2 separate regions of the Zea mays genome follow, and region 1 is linked to region 2. A link is a contact called in public Hi-C data. All regions are on one chromosome and are shown on one strand. The core of a region is the stretch at or near the end of the contact, and the rest is flanking DNA. Distances in the headings are between cores, read along the strand shown.

Region 1 (4,484 bases), core at 42-2,541, 280 kb before region 2:
ATCAGTTAATTTTCTCCATGCCAAATTGTAAGTAATGTTGTGGTTCATGGTGGAGAGCAAGTCGACAGAAACGCCCATCAGGTGTTCTTTGAGTGAGGACTTTAACCAGTCGTCAGACACAAACGATATTCTAGCCATCAGGGGAGTTGGTATTGCTCCGATCCTAGGCATTTGGACTCCGACACTTAGTTCTGTTGTCTTATCTAATTCAAGAGCGCCTGATGCATCCCAGGTCTCAGAGTATCCAAATAGGTTCTTCAACTTTACTGAACCTTCAAGTGAGCATGATCTACTCTGCAAAAGGTTCACATGAAGAAAATTGGTGAGACTTGAGAAAGTGAATTTAGGAACAAGCTGAAGTCATGCATATGATATAGTGCCACTAATCACCATTTATCGTAATAAACCTGAGCAGGGATAAACCATATGCACAAATCCAAAGTTAAACACCTTTAAGTGATGGAGATACCCTTGAGTGATTTTCATCCAAGCTATACAGCAGAGTGTGTATGGTTTTGGAACAGGAAAATATGACAGGACATGGAAAAAAGTCTTGCAATGATACTGCAATGCTGAACCAGAAAAGGCAGGAAATTAATCGATTTTACTCCAGAACCAGAGCAGTAGCAATCAGGAACCAAAAAACCACAAATCCGTTCCATAGTGCACCTGAAAATAGCACAATTAACTCGCAATTATAATGTAAGAACTACATATTCTATCATTTCCCCTAAACAAACCACATTATGCAAATAGATACAACTCAATGCTTCATGCAAACATACAACAAAGACTTATCAATATCTCTACAAAGAAATAGATTAGTGTACGATTGTCGATATATTGTTTGTTTTCATGTAATTGTTGTGCACTCGCGTTTTATTACTAATTTGTGAGTCGTCGCAACGTACAGACACCTAACTATCATATATATAGGTCTGCATGATATTGATGGTTGCAATGTAGTGATGAAACATGTAGATTAAAATAACAAAGTTTATATGTATAGCCAAGATCACCAATGGATTAAAAAATATTTTCTCATAAAAATATAACACATTTATATATAAGTTATCATGATAGTTATATGTTTCCGAGGCACTAACCTAGTAATAATTGACGAAAACAACACGTGTCTATCATCTTGGGCTTAGTTCGGCCTTATTTGGGCAGCCCAGCTCCAGATGGGCCCAAAACGAAGGCCGACAACCGTTCCGCACACGCACCGACGCACGTGAGGCGAGAAGCCGAGAATCAAGGAATCCCAAATTCCCAATTCCCAAACCCCTAGTAGACCCACGTCTCCGGTCCCCCTCTCCTCGCGCCCGCCATGGCAGCCTGCGGCGGCGCCGGCTGCGGGCCGCAGTGCTCCTCGTCCTCCTCCGCGGGCGGCCAGGAGGATGCTCTGGTGGAGAGCATGGGACGCCTTTCGACCGCCTCCGCCGCCGCCGCGTGCGGCAAGTGCGACGGCGGCGGCGCGGCCGTCGCGGTGGCCGGCGGCGTCGGCATGTGCGCCGGCTGCTTCCGGGCTCACCTCTTCGGCAAGTTCAAGCTCTCCGTCACGAGCAACGCCATGGTGCGCCCCACAGACGCCGTCCTCCTCGCCTTCTCCGGCGGTCCCGCCTCCAGGTTCCCCCACTTCTCCCTGTTCCTTCCCCCAGTTCTCTCTACCGGGTAATTTGCGAAAAACCGTGCACGGTGACGAGAGATCAATACACAGCACCTCGCAAAAAAGAAAATGATCATCAATGCACATGCCCATCATATATATACTAGTAACTGCTGCGCGCACCTGCGCGCTGCCGCCATGGTGCTAAATTCACATTTTATCATTTGTATTAGGATATGTATAAGTATAAAAGTTTAATTTTTGAATAAATTTTAGTCTCTATATTCAGAGTTCATGTTCGTCTTGGAGTCTGGACAACATACAGTGGCTTGATTATAGAATAGTGTTTTACCAGAGGAAATATCAAATTGGAAAATGTATTATATAGTTGGTGGTTTATAGAAAGAGATCCGAACAAAATTGTGTACATTGAGGCACCGTTTGGTTTGGGGTGACTAAAGTTTAGTGACCGAAGTTTAGTTACTTTTAGTCCCTAAAGAAGTAAACATGGTGACTAAAATGGGGTGACTTACTTCTTTAGTCGCCAAGGGGGTGACTAAAAGGGACTAAAGTAGGATTTTTATCTTATTTGCCCTCTCCACTAACTTCCTGCAGCAAACATTCACTAATTAATAGGGGTAATACAGTCATTATTCACAACAATTAATGCTCTTTAGTCCGGTTTAGTCACCGGAACCAAACGGGTTGCTTTAGCGACTAAACTTTAGTCTAGTGACTAAAGGAACCAAACAGGGCCTGAAAAAAACACAAAGAACCAAACTGCATTAGCAATGCTGTGGAACCAACAATTTTACTACTATCCTTTCGAGTAGAGATTAAACTTGGCTTACTTGCCCTTGCGAATTGCTTGGTATGCACATTGATTTTGAAAACATTCAAGATCTAAGCCACCACGAATATCAATGACATAGTAAGTTTAAGGCTGTGACAAAAGAACATTTGAAAAATTAACTATTACTCCCTCCGTTTCGTTTTAGTTGTCGCTGGATAGTGCAAAATTGAACTATCCAGCGACAACTAAAAAGAAACGGAGGGAGTACTCTATTACCATGTACTGCAACATGATTTCGTCCATAGGCATTTCAACAAACACATGGTGTGTATACTATGAGATAAGCCAAAAACAAAACAGATATGGGGAAGACTGATAGAGAGAGATTACTGTGCACCTCTATCGTCACAACAGCAGTTTAAAACAGATAGAAAATATAATCAAGTTTTCTGTCATAATCAAATAGAACAATGGAAGTCAATATTCAAGTGAGTAGTCTCCCATCAGCTTGGCTTAAGCCCAGCAAGCGTACGATTAGCGACGCAGTGAACTCACATGCTCAGCAAGGTTGTGGCTGTCAGTGGCCTGAACCCGTCTGACCCGCACGTCACATAAGCCAGCTTCCCGTCGTCGGCATCGCCGCCCGTGAGCTTCTCCTTCACTATTCTCCTTCGCTATCTTTCCCCTTTTCACCGCCTTCCCCTGTGTCCACGGATCAGAACCAAGCACTAGCGAGGCATAGCGAGGTCCGAAGGAGCGCCTGGAGATGCAGAAAATACATGCGATGTAGAGGGCGATGCGACGGCCCTGGCACGACGCGAGCAGAGGAGAAAGTCAACCGACCCGGGCGAGAACACGAGGGTGATGCTCTCTTGGTAGGCGGAGGCGGGTGCCATGCGGGACTAGAAGCTGGAGGTGGAGCGGGGCGAGGCTTTGCTGTTTATGTCGTGGCGTAGCTGGTGCAAGCGCACAACGAAGTCACGCGGGCATGACGCACGGCTAGATGGCGGTGTGCACCGACGACGCAGAGCGGCGTCTGAGGCGGGGTGAGGACGGGAGAAGGAAGGAACTCCTACCGGAGTGCGTCGTGACATCACTGCTCGGAGGCAAAGGAACGACAGCAGAGGGGCCCAGAAGGAAGGGGGAGTACATCGCGAGCAAAGGTGCATTTTTTTTGGGGGGGACGAGGGAGGTGGGGAGCTCCTGCCCGCGTTCATTTGACGCAGCGAGGGGTGGGAGACCAATCACCCGGTGTCCCTAGGGAAGATGGCTTTGTCTAGAAGGCTCTAACGCTGTAACCAGACGCCGACTCCTTCGACGTCAGATGAAGATCGTGTGGCTGGCAAGGCAAGTGGTGACGTGGACAAACGTGATGCAGGCTTTGCTCCCGCGTTTAATATATAGAAATAGCGCTGTGTTCGAGCTATGTCACAATTTAGTAGTGGGTGGCAGGATAGTCAGTTAAGCCGTCGCTTCACTTGATGAATGGTTTTGTTACGATCCAGTAACAAGTGTTGCCGCACAACACAAACATAGGGTGGCTCTGCAGTTCATACACGAGATGCAGTCCAAGGCGATCCAGAGCTGGGAGGCGAGCAACTCCCAGGCCCTGCCGGTCTTCAGCCTCGGCGTCGCGTTCGTCGACGAGAGGAGCGTCATCTCAGCGAGTCTTCCGGGGCACGAAATCCAAGCTGCGATAGAAGATATCAGGTCCGTCGTGTCGGGTCTGTCACCGGGGGATAAGCGAGTGCACATCGCCTCTCTCGAGGAGGTGTTCTCGTCCGGGTCAGACGACAAGGCGGCCAGGCTGAAGGAGGTGGTCGGCGTGATCAGTGACGAGACGGGCAGGGACGACTTTGTTAGGCGCCTGCGCATGCTTTCACTGCAGAAGGTGCTTCCCTTTTGGTGCATGTCTATGTTTCACATGTTTTTTTATCTTTGTAAGTCGAACTCGAACTCACTATTTCATGCCTGATGTTTTGCTCAGGTTGCACTGGAGAACAGATACACCAAGATCATGCTGGGAACGTGTGCTTCCGGAATAGCATGCCATGTGCTATCTGCAACCGTGAAGGTATATAT
Region 2 (4,512 bases), core at 15-2,514:
CAAGTCCAAGCAGAATTTCAGAGTAGATGTTGTGGTACACTTATAGTTGTGAGAATTCAGAAGTAATCTAACCCCATCACAATAGTACAGTTGCCACTAGCTGGTCAAAGCGCCAAATTTGACCAAGCATGAGGTTTGGGGAAAAGCGAAAGCATCAACCTCGCTTCACCTAATTGCACGACACGCACGTAAACCAACCATCCAAGATGCCACGGCCACGCCCCCAATCTGGAGAATTTTCCACCCAATAATTCATGGAAAGCTACAATTTTTGCACGATTTGGAAAAGGACTGAAGGAAAAGATGGTTATGATCTGGTTCTTGTTCTCCTTACCTCGGACCTTATGATCCCTGAAGATCTCCATGGCGAGCGTGGTCTTGCCGCTGCCGCCCATGCCGGAGATACCGACCACCTCCCAGCCGCCGCCGCCGCCGCTCATAACCATCTCCTTCACCTTTTCCTTGGCCACCTTAACGCCGGCGCCAACCATCCCCTCGTTTTCGTGTCCCTCGGTGAGGTCCATGTCCATGGCCACCACCCCGGCTTTGGCGGGCACCGCCTGCACAGGAACCGGCATCGGCATCGGCATAGCCATGCCCTTGTGAGTTGGCACCTCCATCGGCATGGTCACGCCCTTGTGCGGCGCGACGGGGACGGAGAGGGCTGGGGGCGGCGGCTGCGCGGCGCTGGCGGCGATCTCGTCAACGCGGCGCTCGAGGCGGGCGATGCGCGCGTGGGACTCGTCGCGGAGACCGCGCACGTTGCCGATGACGTGCGCGGGGGCGTGGCGCTCCAGCCAGCGCGCGATGCCGCGGTCGGCCGCCTCCATCCGGCGCGACAGCTGCGCGGAGCGGTAGACGTTCCAGCGCGGGGACGTGGCGGCGCGGCGGGCCAGGTCGAGCGCCTCCCTGACCCGCGCCGCGAGCTCGCCGAGGTCCCCCGCGGAGCGCTGGGCGTGCGGGCCGAGGCCCTGCACGAGCGGCAACAGCGGCTCGACGCTCCGGCGCAGGCGCTCGGCAGTGGAGCGGCAGAACAGGGTGCCCTGGACGGCGTGCAGCAGCTCCCGCAGGGCCTCGCCAGCCAGCTGGTCGAGCAGCAGCCGGTCCAACTCCATGGTCGCCGCAGCCGCAGCTAGTAGCTCGGACCGAGCTCCTCGTCGCCTTCCTCTATCTCTATCGCTCCTGCTGCTTGCGCGTGCTCGGCGGAGTTGTTCAGCTGGGTGAGTGAGCGGTCGCCATCGGCGTGGTGGAGGCAGCCGTCGCGTGTGGTCTCGCGAGGCGGGGAGTGGAAAGGAGACTAGTTATAGGGAGGCGGGAGAGTGGGAGACGGGGGGTTGGGGGTCAACCGCCGCGGTGATGGGTCGCCGGTCAGTGGTGCTCAGATCTGAGGGGCTCTCGGTTCACTGACACCGGTGGCCTGGCCCAACCCGCCGTGTCCACACCGCTAGTGGTCACCGAGATGATCACCCCATTCATCACCAGAAAGAAATCTCAGTTAACCAGTAGACCTGAGGTAGCTTGGTTTACTTTACTTAACAAAGGGCCTATACATGTCAAACGGCATTTATTAAATTGCATAGTACACTTTGGCTGTCATTCCTCTCTCGTCTCTCACATGCATGTTGAGTTTGTCAGAGATGTCAGATGTGGATCCGATCCGAGTCTTGTTTGCTTAATGACTCGTGGAGAGTACATTTGACACTTGACAGCCAAATAGAAAGTCTTCGTAGGGCAGGATATACATATAGCCGCTAGTACAAGGTGATATCTGTAGGATTACATTGCTAGTGGCCACCTTGTTAGTTAGGTTCTATTTGGAAATCCCTAAAGTTAATAGTTAGTCAACTAATAAATTATTAGCTGGGTTGAGTCAGCTAATGAACTAATTGTTAGTTAAAAGGTAGCTAACAATTAGCTACGTTATTAACTGAAGGTGTTTAGAATCCAACAACTAATTTTTAGTAGCTAACTATTGGCTCTAGATGTTTCGAACATGGCCTTAACCACCAAATATGGCCTTAGCCACCCAACCTTGCATCTTGCTCACCATTAGGTTGACCATCCATAATGAAAATTGCTACTGACACCAGCACTTGTAAGATTAAATCATCATAGTTTGTATACTTCGTATTTAAAAGGCAATGACATTCAAGTTTTGTGTAAGTCTATATAAAAATACATGTATCTATATTACCAAATAAATATTATTAGATTATCACTAACAGATTTTTGAAGTACTATATTTGACATAAAAATGTTCCTAGCCCACCCACCCTTGGGCAATGCCCACCCCGTCATCACCAACTCCTACACACGATATGTTTCATGTTGCTGAGCCACTCATTCATTGGGCCTGCACCTACCTCTTCTTCTAACCCTAGCCGACGAAGTCGACACTCCACCACGCCAACGTCACCTCTCCCATCAACATAATGGCAAGGTCGACATCTAACGCCACGTGTAGTGCCCTTACCAGCACCTCTTCCGAATCGGATCTCATGTTGTCGTTCAACATTCTTTTGTACGCTTCCATCATCATGAAGCCCTAGGTGCCAATCACCCTTGAGTTGAAGTGCCCTAGCTTTACTCGCTAGTCGGCCTTCTTCCCATCTTGTGCAGCAAATTTGACCTTCATCCACATGTTGATGGCACAACGACGACACATCTCGAGGACTCAGCTTAGGTTGTCGCCGACTCTTGCGTCTGCTACTGGCTCCTCATCTCTATCGCATGCGACATTCTCTGCGTCATCCTAGAGCCACCAAACAACCCCTTGCTCTGGACTGCCATCAAGTACCTCTACTTGACAAACAAGACTCCCTATGCAATCTTCCTTAGTCACAAGGTGCACTCCATGACTCAGGGTGACCTCCCCATCGATGAGTACTGCTAGAAAAAGGCTACCACTGATGCACCCAGTGATGTCGACCACACCGTCCTTGACTCACAACTTGTCATCAACATACTACGCGGCTATAACCTAGGGTTCTTTAGCATCACCAACAACATTGCCGACATTGATCTGCTGCCTGACTTCTCCATGACTTTTTAGTAACTAGTTCTCAAGGAACCTCACCTCGCCAACGATGGTAAGGTCGCCTCCTAGAATGTCATATATTTAGACTTGCCCTCTTGCAGCATGGTGTCACGTGACCTCCTTTGGCCTAAGTGCCCACAACCAGGGCGATGGTGATGGGGCAAGGGTTCCCGCTCATCCATTAGGTTCACAATACTATCAATTTTTTAGAGATTCTACACACCGATCCGACTTCAGATCACAAAGACCCAAACCCTGCAACCTTAGCACCACTTCTCATCTAGTTATCAATAGTGTCACAATCCAGCTGACCTTGCTAAGAAGGCTAATCTCAGCGTGCGAATCGAAGAACACAGTAGATGCAAACTGAAATTGCGAATAGAAAGGATTAAGCACTCAAGTTGGGGTTCCACAAATCGACGTGGCGACAAAACTGTTTACAACAAAATAATCTAAGCAAAACCCCCTTAATCTAATAGATATTACTTAATATATACACCATAAAGATGGCTAAGTCAGTGGGCAAGGGGGTGGTTGAGAAACCCTAGTGTGTACAAGTCCTTCGGGCCCAAAAATAGGTGTCACTGATTTCTAGCAGATTCTGAAAGTCAGCTTGTTACGACGATCCCGTCAACTTTGAGCGTATTTTAACATGGGAATAGTTGGGTTGGAAAGCTTATCTTCTTAGCTTTCGTTCCAACAACATCTAGAATGTCCAAAATGGAGTTCGTATGGGGCTCGGGCGTCCGTTTTCATGAGGCCCACTCCTGCAAGCCGGACTGTACTCGTGAATAAATTGGACTTTGACTCCACTTTGGCTTGGGACTCAATCATTGATTGTGCCTCGATCATATAGTTGGTGTGCATGTTCTCATCATGCTCCCCTTCTTGGTTTTGAGTCGTCCTCAACTCAAAGTTGTTGGTGCTTATGGAAGTAGTTGTTGTAGTTCTTGACATTGTCCTACCTTGTCCCCCTTCTTGAAATTGACCTTGTTGTTGCAAAACATACAAGCAGGACAAGTGGAACTCGACGTGATATGGTTAGTTTTAACACAACCCTCTAATTGATCATATTGTTTAATGATAAAAGGGGATTTTCGATATGAACAAATATATACTCGATGTACCATATATTCTTCTTTACAATTATATCTTCTAATAAAATGATATGTATGTTTAGATATCTATGGCAAATCAAAACTAAAAGAAAGTTTCTCCTCTAAATTATTTAGATTACATAGAACATCAAATTAAATATAACCCAAAGTATTTAAAGAAGATAACAATTCTAGCTCCTCATGCACTCTAGTTATATGATTGAAAGTTCTAATTTTAGCACAATTAATAGGATCAGAATCAACACTACCAAGTTTGTTATCAAATTGTGGCATAGAATTAATAGTAATATTATCCTACAACTCTTCTTTATCACAAGAAACAACAAGACAACCAGATAAAGGTAAATAAGGAATATG

The links. A called contact is a pair of places that touch in the nucleus more often than the background predicts.
Region 1: a contact with region 2 is called in a Hi-C map of tassel, with 3 times the contacts expected there. The contact joins the promoter of LOC100279201 here to the promoter of LOC100272591 in region 2. A contact is called at or near these places in 2 of 25 Hi-C or Micro-C datasets (leaf and tassel) and 1 of 3 datasets of contacts at active chromatin or transcription factors (leaf).

The regions. Positions count from the first base shown.
Region 1 is chr3:114,959,682-114,964,165 of Zm-B73-REFERENCE-NAM-5.0, reverse strand. It overlaps LOC100279201 (Cytoplasmic tRNA 2-thiolation protein 2), which reads left to right and starts at 1,291. Exons shown (of 7, transcript NM_001152225.1): 1 at 1,291-1,629; 2 at 3,939-4,293; 3 at 4,390-4,476. The coding sequence starts at 1,331. It overlaps LOC103650438, which reads right to left and starts at 253. Exons shown (of 3, transcript XM_020550868.3): 1 at 1-253. The coding sequence starts at 171.
Region 2 is chr3:114,684,332-114,688,843 of Zm-B73-REFERENCE-NAM-5.0, reverse strand. LOC100272591 (putative disease resistance protein) reads right to left here and starts at 1,264. Exons shown (of 4, transcript NM_001359661.1): 1 at 335-1,264. The coding sequence starts at 1,115.